Linked DNA regions of Sus scrofa: region 1 is linked to region 2. The links are chromatin contacts, called in public Hi-C maps. All regions are on one chromosome and are shown on one strand. Each heading gives the region's core, a stretch centred on a gene start, on an enhancer-like site or on the middle of the called end of the contact. The rest is flanking DNA. Distances are from core to core; before and after follow the strand shown.

Evidence for each region. A called contact is a pair of places that touch in the nucleus more often than the background predicts.
Region 1: a contact with region 2 is called in a Hi-C map of liver, with 3 times the contacts expected there. The contact joins two enhancer-like sites. A contact is called at or near these places in 2 of 5 promoter capture datasets (both in liver) and 5 of 47 Hi-C or Micro-C datasets (fetal liver, liver and skeletal muscle).

Annotation. Positions count from the first base shown.
Region 1 is chr8:121,162,121-121,167,316 of Sscrofa11.1, forward strand. All of the region lies in intron 3 of C8H4orf17, which reads right to left. LOC110262185 (a long non-coding RNA gene) reads left to right here. Exons shown (of 2, transcript XR_002346859.1): 2 at 3,843-3,943. Among named protein-coding and RNA genes, the nearest start is that of ADH4, 61 kb to the right of the region's middle. Within about 2 kb of position 2,886, at least 2 of the 83 cell types and tissues checked have an H3K27ac peak or open chromatin away from gene starts, as enhancers often do. A contact at or near this core is called in liver, where this site is marked.
Region 2 is chr8:121,047,944-121,052,613 of Sscrofa11.1, forward strand. All of the region lies in intron 4 of C8H4orf17, which reads right to left. Among named protein-coding and RNA genes, the nearest start is that of ADH1C, 39 kb to the right of the region's middle. Within about 2 kb of position 2,553, at least 15 of the 83 cell types and tissues checked have an H3K27ac peak or open chromatin away from gene starts, as enhancers often do. A contact at or near this core is called in liver, where this site is marked.

The DNA of each region.
Region 1 (5,196 bases), core at 1,636-4,135, 110 kb after region 2:
TTGATTTTTTTTCAAGTCTTGTTATAAGTGACATTTCCTTCTACACAGTTAAAGCTGGAGACTACTTGAAACAAAATCAACATAGATATACTTATAATCCATAAGTTGCCTTTTGAAAGAAATCAGTAAGGCATTTGAATTGCTCCAAGGTGGAAACTGTTGAGTATTTGTGTGTGTGAGAGTGTGTGTGTGATGCATCTCTGTGAAATACCTTAAATATATGACTCTTCCATCCAAACATTTATGAAAAATGAGAAGTCTCAGATCAAGTATAAAAGAGGGTAGTTGTGAGAAACTGTTTAGAGAATGGCAATAAAAGAGCTTTTAGAGAGTTGTGAAGAGCCCTTTACTTAGTCACTGTATGATCCCAAGTGGCCACCTTTGTCCATGTCACTATCCTCATCTATAAAATGGGGATAATGATACTTCCTCTCTTGAGAGACAGGTATGAAGACATTCAAATGTGAAAATAAAAAGGAAAGACCAAGGAAAGAAAAAGCACTTCAGAAGTATACTAGAATAAAATGTGTGTTATGATTTCCTTGAGTACAGATATGTATGACCAAGAAATTAAAGTACAATTTAGCAACCTACAAACGGTCCAACTTCCTCCATAAAATTATCTACTTGTTTATAGTTACAATTTGTGCTGCGTTTACGAGTTTACTTCCAATCAACAGTTTACTATTTGACATTTCAGAAGTATTTCTCTTCAGCATACATTCATTAAACGCCTAATAACAACATTGTGCTAGACACACTGGAAAAATAGTGGAATGCAATAACTGTCTTCAAGCCATTGATAGTTCAATACTGGAGTATAAAAAACTACATACAAAAATAACTGCATTATAGGTTGGACGTGATGTCTAATTAGAAAATCCAAAAGACAGACAACAGATTCAAGACATAGAGGCTTCATTTCTGACTGCAAGATTGGAGAAGCCCTTGTGGAACAGGTCACCCCTAAGTTGAGCCTTGGAAATTTATAGAACTATAACATGAACATGAGGGTAAAAGACACTGCAGAAATTGTAACTATGCATAAGAACCCATAAAAAAGAAAACAAAACTGGCATATGATAAGCCACAAACAACCCAGTTTACAAGGGCTAGATTGTGTTTGTACAGAGGAGGGAGTATAAAAGTCTTTCACTGCAAAATATTTTCTATGTAAACAAGCAAGGGTACAGAATTTTTACATCTAAAGAGAACTAGGGAGTTCCTGTGTGGCTTAGCCGGTTAAGGACCCAATGTGGTCTCCACCAGGATGTGGGTTCGATCCTGGGCCTCGCTCAGTGAGTTAAGGATCTGGTGTTACTGCAAGCTGCAGTCTAGGTCGAAGATGCAGCTGGGATCCAGTGTTGCTATGGCTGTGGCATAGGCCTGCAGCTACAGCTCCAATTTGACCCGTGGCCTGGGAAGTTCCATGTGCTGCAGGTAAGGCCATAAAAAGAAAAAAGAAAAAAAATCTTTAAATAAAGAGAACTGAGTTTCCCTAGGATATTATCTTGTCTTTCCTAGGCCTTAAAAATGCTATTGCTATGAAATGTTACCTAGCAGTGACTGACATAAATCAACAATAGATTTGGTTGAAATTATTAATGTGGACCTCATAGGCTGACTGAAATCAGTTAAGTTCCAAAGTATCCGAAAAATGTAGGTGTTGAATTGTTTGCCCTCGAAGCCACTTTTTTAGCTCTATGATGCCACCTATGCTTATATGTATATTGAGTTCAGAGCTGAGGAGATCAGGCTTATGGGCTCTGAAACAATGTGACTGAGATGGTTCTGATAGAACTCTAAAACTGACCCTTAAGTAGCTCTCCTTTAAAAAATATTTAGCTAAATGTTTCACTCTTATCCCCAGGCAGTTTTCAGATAAATATATCTTCTTGGTTGCCAATAGTGAGAAAGTCCATCTATCGGTAGTCCTAGAAAAACAATAGACATTTCCCACATTATTGACTGCAGATTTAAGCTTCACATGCATAGGAAAAGATAAGTGGGCTAATATGAAGTATGAGGCTAATATTTCATTCAATGGTGTATGTGAGAAAATCTAAACTGAATGTTAAATCACATAGATTTTCAAGCATTTTTAATTTAGTGTTTTCAAAAAAAAATTTTTTTTTTTTTGTCTTTTTCTGGGACCACAGCAGCGGCACATGGAGGTTCCCAGGCTAGGGGTCTAATCAGAGCTACAGCTGCTGGCCCACATGGAGCCACAGCAATGCTGCTGAGTCTGCAACCTACACCACAGCTCACGGCAACGCCACATCGTTAACCCACTGAGCAAGGCCAGGGATCGAACCTGCAATCTCATGGTTCCTAGTCGGATTCGTTAACCACTGAGACATGACAGGAACTCCAGTGTCCTCAAAAAATTTTAAAGACCAAGGTCACCAAAATCGTGAGTGCAAATGCAAAAGATGAATCTAATTCCCTGAGGGGATGGGACAGGTGCTAATGCTAATCTGATGGAAAACATGCATTGATTGCTAGGATGGTCACTTTTGCAGTGCAGTTTACAAGCACATAAAAAGATGGGAAAAGTTACCATTTCTGCTCTTCACATTAACTATGACTAACAGGTAGTGATTACATATAAGCCCCAGATGTTAATTTAATATAGTTATCTTCCCTACCTTGAAACCTAATTTCAGAGCTTGACCCTAGAAAAAGGTGGCTTCTTTCTAACTTATTCTCAAAGTCCTCAAGCAATTTATATTACGAATTGGACTATGAGGAAATGTTGATTCTCTTTAAATGTATTGGATTTGCTTGATAAGTATCTATGATTTAGCAACCTTAGATTTTGGCATCAATGGTAAAGTAAATGACATTACTCTTTGTACTATAAACAGTGTCTGTGGTAACAGAAGAAAATGAACTTTCATGAGGAAAATAAAATGCAGACCTACCCTGGGTTTGACTTAGACTCCTAGGCTAGAATATTATTGTCCCTTCCCAACCCCACTAACAGAAGCCATTTATAGAAACTTGGTTCCATCTCTGGCCTTGCTCAGTGGGTTAAGTATCCAGCATTGCCATGAGCTGTGGTGTAGGTCACAGACATGACTCGGATCCTGCATTGTTGTGGCTGTGGCATAGGCCGGCAGCTACAGCTCTGATTCAACCCCCAGCCTTCCATATGCTGTAGGTTCAGTCCTAAAAAGCAAAAATAAATAAATAAATATATATATATATATTTTGTAAGAGTGGTCAGTTTGAGGTCACCGGGGGCAGGGGATTGGGAGGGTAAGTTCGATGAAAGTAGTCAAAAGCTACAAACTTCCAGTTATAAAATAAGTAAGTACTAGGGATATAATGTACAACATAAGAAATATAATTAATACTGCTATACATCATATGTGAAAGTTGTTAAAGGAGTAAATCCGAAGAGTTCTCATAGCAGAGGAAAAAAAGCATTTTTTCTATTTCTTTATGTAAGTCAAATCATTATTCTGTACACATTGAACTTATACAGTATGTCAATTATATCTCAATAAAGCTGGAAGAAAAGAAAAATGCCAAAAAAAAAAAAACAAGAAGCCAAGGAGTGAAGTGCACCCTGAAACTTCTCAGGGCTCATAACTCTCTCTTGCCTATTGTTTCTGCTTCCTAGAATCAAATCCTCCGATTGCCAGTTACCCACTGGACTTGATTCAGGGGACATTTTCTGGTGCCTGTAGGGAAAGAGGGGAGATAAATGTAGAGATAACCAACGGAGACAGGTGGACAATTTTATCTTTTAAACTACTCATGCTGCAATTATTTTGTCTGACCCACATTTATGCATGCAAATCAGTCATTTCAATGTTTCAATTTTTTTGTTTCAGAATCCACTGTATCATCTTTTTTCAAGAGGAAAATGCAGCAAGAACATCCTCAGCAATGCTCGTTTCTGCCTTTACTAATAAACCTACTGATTAAAGTTTGAGACTGATTTGTAGTTCTTTTTGTACTAGTGAGTTTAATCCACTGACATTATTTTGATTACTGATATTTTTAGAATTGTTTCTTATATTGTGTGTGGGTTTTTTTTTGGGGGGGGGAGTTGTCTGTTTTCTGAAAGGTGGAGTGAGAAAGGAAGAAGCTTAGAGACCCAGAGACCCAAAGAAGATATAGGTGTAAGTTCCCTTGGTTTTCTTATGCTTTATATATTCCAGAACTGTAGGTGAATAAGCCAGAAACCTCAGAACACCAACAGGCACAGACAAAAAGAAATGCCAACAAAAACTTGCTCTCTTCAACCAAAGAATTAAGAAAGGGGCAGCCTAACAAAACACCACCTCCTGACACTACTACTGCCTTCCCTTGTCCTTAGCCATTGGACTGAGAGGTACTGCTGAGAATCCCAATAGATCTTACAGCCACTACAGACTCTCCCACAGCACTCACCAGGCCCGGCAGTTGTCAGTTGACAAGGGTACCAAGATATTCAATAGAAAAAGAATAGTCTTTTCAACAAATGGTGCCAGGACAACTGAATATCCTCACACACAAAAACAATGTTGGGTCTTCACTTCACATCATACACATATTAACGCAAAATGGATTGATGACCTAAATGTAAAAGCTAAAACTCTACAACTTAGAAAAAAAATTCATCTGTGTATATCTTCATAGCATTGGATTAGGCAATAGTTTCTTTAGATGAAACACAGAAGGAGGAGGAGGAGAAGGAGAAGAGGAAGAGGGGGAAGAGAGGGAGGCAGGGGAGGAGGAGAGGAAGAAATAGATAAGTAAGATGTCATCAAAGTCAAAAATTTGGGGGCTTCAAAGGACACTACCAAGAAAATGAAGAGACAGCTCACAGGATGGGAGAACATATTTTCAAATCATGTATTTGATAAGAGATGTATATCTAGAATAAAGAATTCTTATAACTTAATAAAAAGAACTTAATTGAAAACGGGCAAATGATCTGAATAGACATTTTCCCAAAGAAGATATACAGATGGCCAATAAGCACATGAAGAGATGTTTATTAGACATCAGAGAAATGCAAATCAAAATCATAATGAGATACCATTTTGTACCCACCAGGATGGCTATAACTTTAATAACTGCATAATATCAAATGCTGATAAGGATGTGGAGAAACCATAATCATCATACATTACCGGGGAAATGTAAAAGGGTGCAACCACTCTGGAAAACAGTCTAGCAGTTCATCAAACAATTAAACTT
Region 2 (4,670 bases), core at 1,303-3,802:
AGTGGGATGGACTGGTAGTTTGGGGTTAGCAGATGCAAACTATTGCATTTGGAGTGGATATGCAATGAGATCCTGGTGTATAGCACAGGGAACCATATCTAGTCACTTGTGATGGAACTTGATGGAGGATAATGTGAGGAAGAGAATGTATATATATGTATGACTGAGTCACTCTACTGTACAGCAGAATTTGACAGAACATTGTAAATCAACTATAATAAAAAAGTTTTAAAAAAAGATATATGCACCCCTATGTTCAGCACAGCACTATTCACAATAGCCAAGACATGGAAACAACTTAAGTGTCCATTGACAGATGAATGGATTAAGATGTGGTACATATATACAATGGAATACTACTCAGCCATTTAATTTTTTATAATGATTTTTATTTTTTTCCATTATAGTGTTCTGTCAATTCTCCACTATACAGCAAGGTGACCCAGTCACACATACATGTATACTCAATCATTTAAAAAGAATGAAATAAAGGCATTTGCAGCAACATGGATGCAACTAGAGAGTCTCATACTAAGTGAAGTCAGTCAGAAAAAAATGACAAATACCATATGATATCACTAATACGTGGAATTTTAAAATATGGCACAAATGAACCTATCTACAAGACAGAAACAGACTCACAGACATGGAGAACAGACTTGTGGTTGCCAAGGGGAAAGGGGAGGGAGTGGGATGGACTGGGAGTTTAGGGTTGGTATATACAAACTATTACTTTTAGAATGGATAAGCAATGAGATCCCACTATGTAGCACGGGGAACTATATCCAGTCGCCTGGGATAGAACGTGATAGACGATAACATGAGAAAAAGGGAGTTCCTGTCGTGGCACCATAGAAACGAATCCATTTAGGAACCATGAGGTTGCCGGTTTGATCCCTGGCCTTGCTCAGTGGGTTAAGGATCCGGTGTTACCGTGAGCTGTCGTCTAGGTTGTAGACGCGGCTTGGATCTGGCATTGCTGTGGCTCTGGCGTAGGCCAGCAGCTACAGCTCCAATTCAACCCCTAACCTGGGAACCTCCATATGCTGCGAGTGTGGCCCCAAAAGGACAAAAGACAAAAAAATATATATGAGAAAAAGAATGTCTATATGTATGACTGGGTCGCTTTGCTGTAAAGCGGAAATTGGCACAACATTATAAATCAACTATATTTTAATTAAAATAGTTGAATTAAATTTTAAAAAACCAACCTGGGTGTGAGTCAGTCATTGTGTTTGATTGTCATACACTGTTTACGTGTTTGTTTCCTCACAAGTCTCTCCATCTATCTCCAGCTGCTGGCAGAGAGGTAACAAGAACAGAGGGACAATAGTGTTTCTTAAATAAATGCATATTTGAAAGGTTCTTGATGCCATGAGGACTGGTTTCCTCCACAGTATATAGAAAGATGCTGGAGATGGCAGTGTTTAGCCAGGCCAAAGAGATATGAGCAAGTTCACAGTTAAAATAGGAGAGGAAATTGGAAATCATTGCTCCTTTCTCCGTGTGCCTTGTGATACTTTTTCAGCTGCCTTGTTCACTTCTCTCTTGCAGCAGAGTTGAGGAAATTGAAGCAATAGCTGAACATTTTGTGCTCGATGAAGACAAAATGAAACGCTAGACTGACTGTGCAATTTGTATAAAGCACATTTACCACGCCCAACCTAGGAACTGCTTCAGGAATAAGAGAACGTACAGAAAATGACCTGTTAATCAGCATGTAAATACTTGTCTACAAATCATTTCATAAACTGAAGAAGTTATTGGGGAAAATGCTTATCTCCCCGCTATGACTCCAACTCTTTCTTTTATATTTTATTTACATTTACCAGTTATTCATCCCACTGAATTGATCCCATTCTCACATTTTATGTTCTTCCATTTTTCCCCCAGCCCAACAATCTCTCACCTGTAATAGATTCTCAATGAATATATGTAGATTGAAATAATAGTTTAGTTCAGTGATCTCTAAGTGTTTACACTGGTGGCTGCTATAATTTTCATTTTATATTCTGTTCTTTGTTCCATTTGTTGGTGAACTTAAACCCAATTAAACCAGAAACCCTAGAATTTCATCACAGTCACACTCACACTGAATGGTCATTGCTCATTGACTTCTCTGGTGAACAACTTGGGGGCAGGACCTATGTCAGTCAGGATCCTATAGACTTAATCAAATGGCAGGAAACAGAAGACTCCCTCAAATCAGAGTTTAATTGAAGAACATTTAATAGGGGTTTTCCCAGAGATGTAGGCAGGCTGAGTCACTCAAAATTGGATGACAGAGTGTCCAAGGTCTTATTAGTGTGGGAAGCTGTTATCACATCTTGGCTAAAAGGCAAGAATTACCAGAATCTAGAAAGAGCTAGAACCATAGAAGAGGGGCTGCCTCACAGGAGGCAACAGTACCTGCCAAACTAGGGTGAGTCATGAGGAAGTCAGGAGATAAACAGCTCAACTCTCCTCCTGCCCCTGATCTTCTGCCAGTGATAGTGACTTCTTTGACTTGAACCAGAGAGATTCCAGAGGCCAGGGAGAGTTATTGTTCCTGCTGTTGGGATCAGCCTCCTGAGGACACAGAGCAGGGCAAAGACTGATCTCAAGGTCAAGCACAGGACCTTGGCCTTACTCTTCTTTTTCTCCCAAGCACCTAGCACAGGACTTGTCACCTAGGTCCCAATAGATATTTCGAAAATAAATTATGATGGGAGGGGGAGGGAGTGGGAGGAATCGGGAGCTTGGGCTTATCAGACACAACTTAGAATAGATTTACAAGGAGATCCTGCTGAATAGCATTGAGAACTTTGTCTAAATACTCATGTTGCAACAGAAGAAAGGGTGGGGGAAAAATGTAATTGTAATGTATACATGTAAGGATAACCTGACCCCCTTGCTGTACAGTGGGAAAACAAAAAAAAATTATAAAAAAAAATAAATTATTCCCTTTGAAGTATTTAGAGGTGATGCATGCTAATCCAATAGTGACTGAGAATTGCTGCTGGAATTATTTACCACCAAACACTGGTTGATCTGATCATAGGTCTCCTTCCTAGTTTTAGTGTTTCTTTAATGATTCACAATCTGTTCTGCCTTTCATTATTATAACCCCCTCATGAACGTTAGGTTTTTAAGACAGTTTGTCTACCAAACATAATTTTAAAGCAATTATTACTAATCAAAACCACATATTGTCACCCAGCTTCTCATCAGCATAAAATATCTAATGTCACCACACTACGTATATACAGCCCAACCAAAAGAAAAGCAATCTGACCTCTTAGTTCACCTCTACAGTCTTGTTAAGAAAAGACACATGCTTGTTTAATACCCTAACTAGCTCTGCATCCCTGTTACTCCCTTCTCAAAGCTTCAGGACCCTCTAAGATCAAGAACCAATAGATTGTCTTGAAATTTGATAAACTGGTGTTCTGTGGAGGAATTAAAGCCAACAGGAAATTTGCAGTGGACTTTGTGACCACCACCCTCTGCTTTTAAACATGAATACATTATATAGTTATACATTAATTTACTTTGGGGGGCTATAGAATAATGTACTGCTTAAAAGGAGATTTGAGTCTTAAAGAGGAAAAGTACTAAGGCAAAAAAAATCCATTTTCCCTGCCGTGTTAACCCGCTAAACTATGAAACACATTTGGGTCTCTAAATAGGGCATCTGCTTCCATAGCTTCTCCAATCAGTCCCACCATTTGATGTGCAGTTGGAACTGTCTTCTTATTTAACACTTTCCCTGTTTATGAAATGAGAATTTAAAAAATCTTGCTCTTTATGAACCACGGTTAGAATTCCACATACTTTTTATGGTACTACTTTGAGTATCAACCTCAGGATAATTCTCTTGCAGAAGACACGTTTCAGATTCTGGGAAAATATAAAGACCACATTCAGTTATTAGAGTTGTAGAGCTATTGCAGGCTCAAGGTTCAGTAACAGTCTGAGTCTACAGCCTGTTTCAGATTTAGCATTGGCTGGCTTCTCTCTTGAACTTTGCATCCACAACCCAGTATTTGGAAGAATCAAGGACATAGGTATTTTCATCATTAACAATTAACTTTAAAGACTTTGTACGCACTTTTTCAAGATTACTTTCTGTTAACAGTTATTACAAAATATTGGCTATATTCCCTGTGTTGTACAATACATCCTTGAACCTATCTTATACTCAATACATTGTACCTCCCACTCCCCACCCCTATGGTACCCTTCCCACCCCCTCCCCACTGGTAATTGTTAGTTTGTTCTCTAGCTATTCATTAACAGTTAGCTTTTAATGATTAATCCTGTGTATAATTAGCTCACCTTCCATTCACCCAAAGTTCAGAAACATAGTAGAAATCACCGGGAAAAACTGTGTTCAGTTTTAACAAGTATTCTCGAAGTGAAAGTCAAAGCCTGCAGTCAGAGATCCTCTGAATGAAGGGCCTTCTCTGTAGGCTGGAGATCCCTTAGGTAGTATGAGGGATTCAAGAAAACCTCATAGGCAGCTTTCCTTTCAACTGTATAGAACAGAAGTCATATTAAAGTTCAGGAACAGAGAAGTGTTCGAGAAGTGGCTGCAATGCTGCATCACCCTAATACCAACCCAGACAAAGATACCACCAAAAAAGAAAATTATAGACCAATATATCTGATGAATATAGATGCGAAAATTC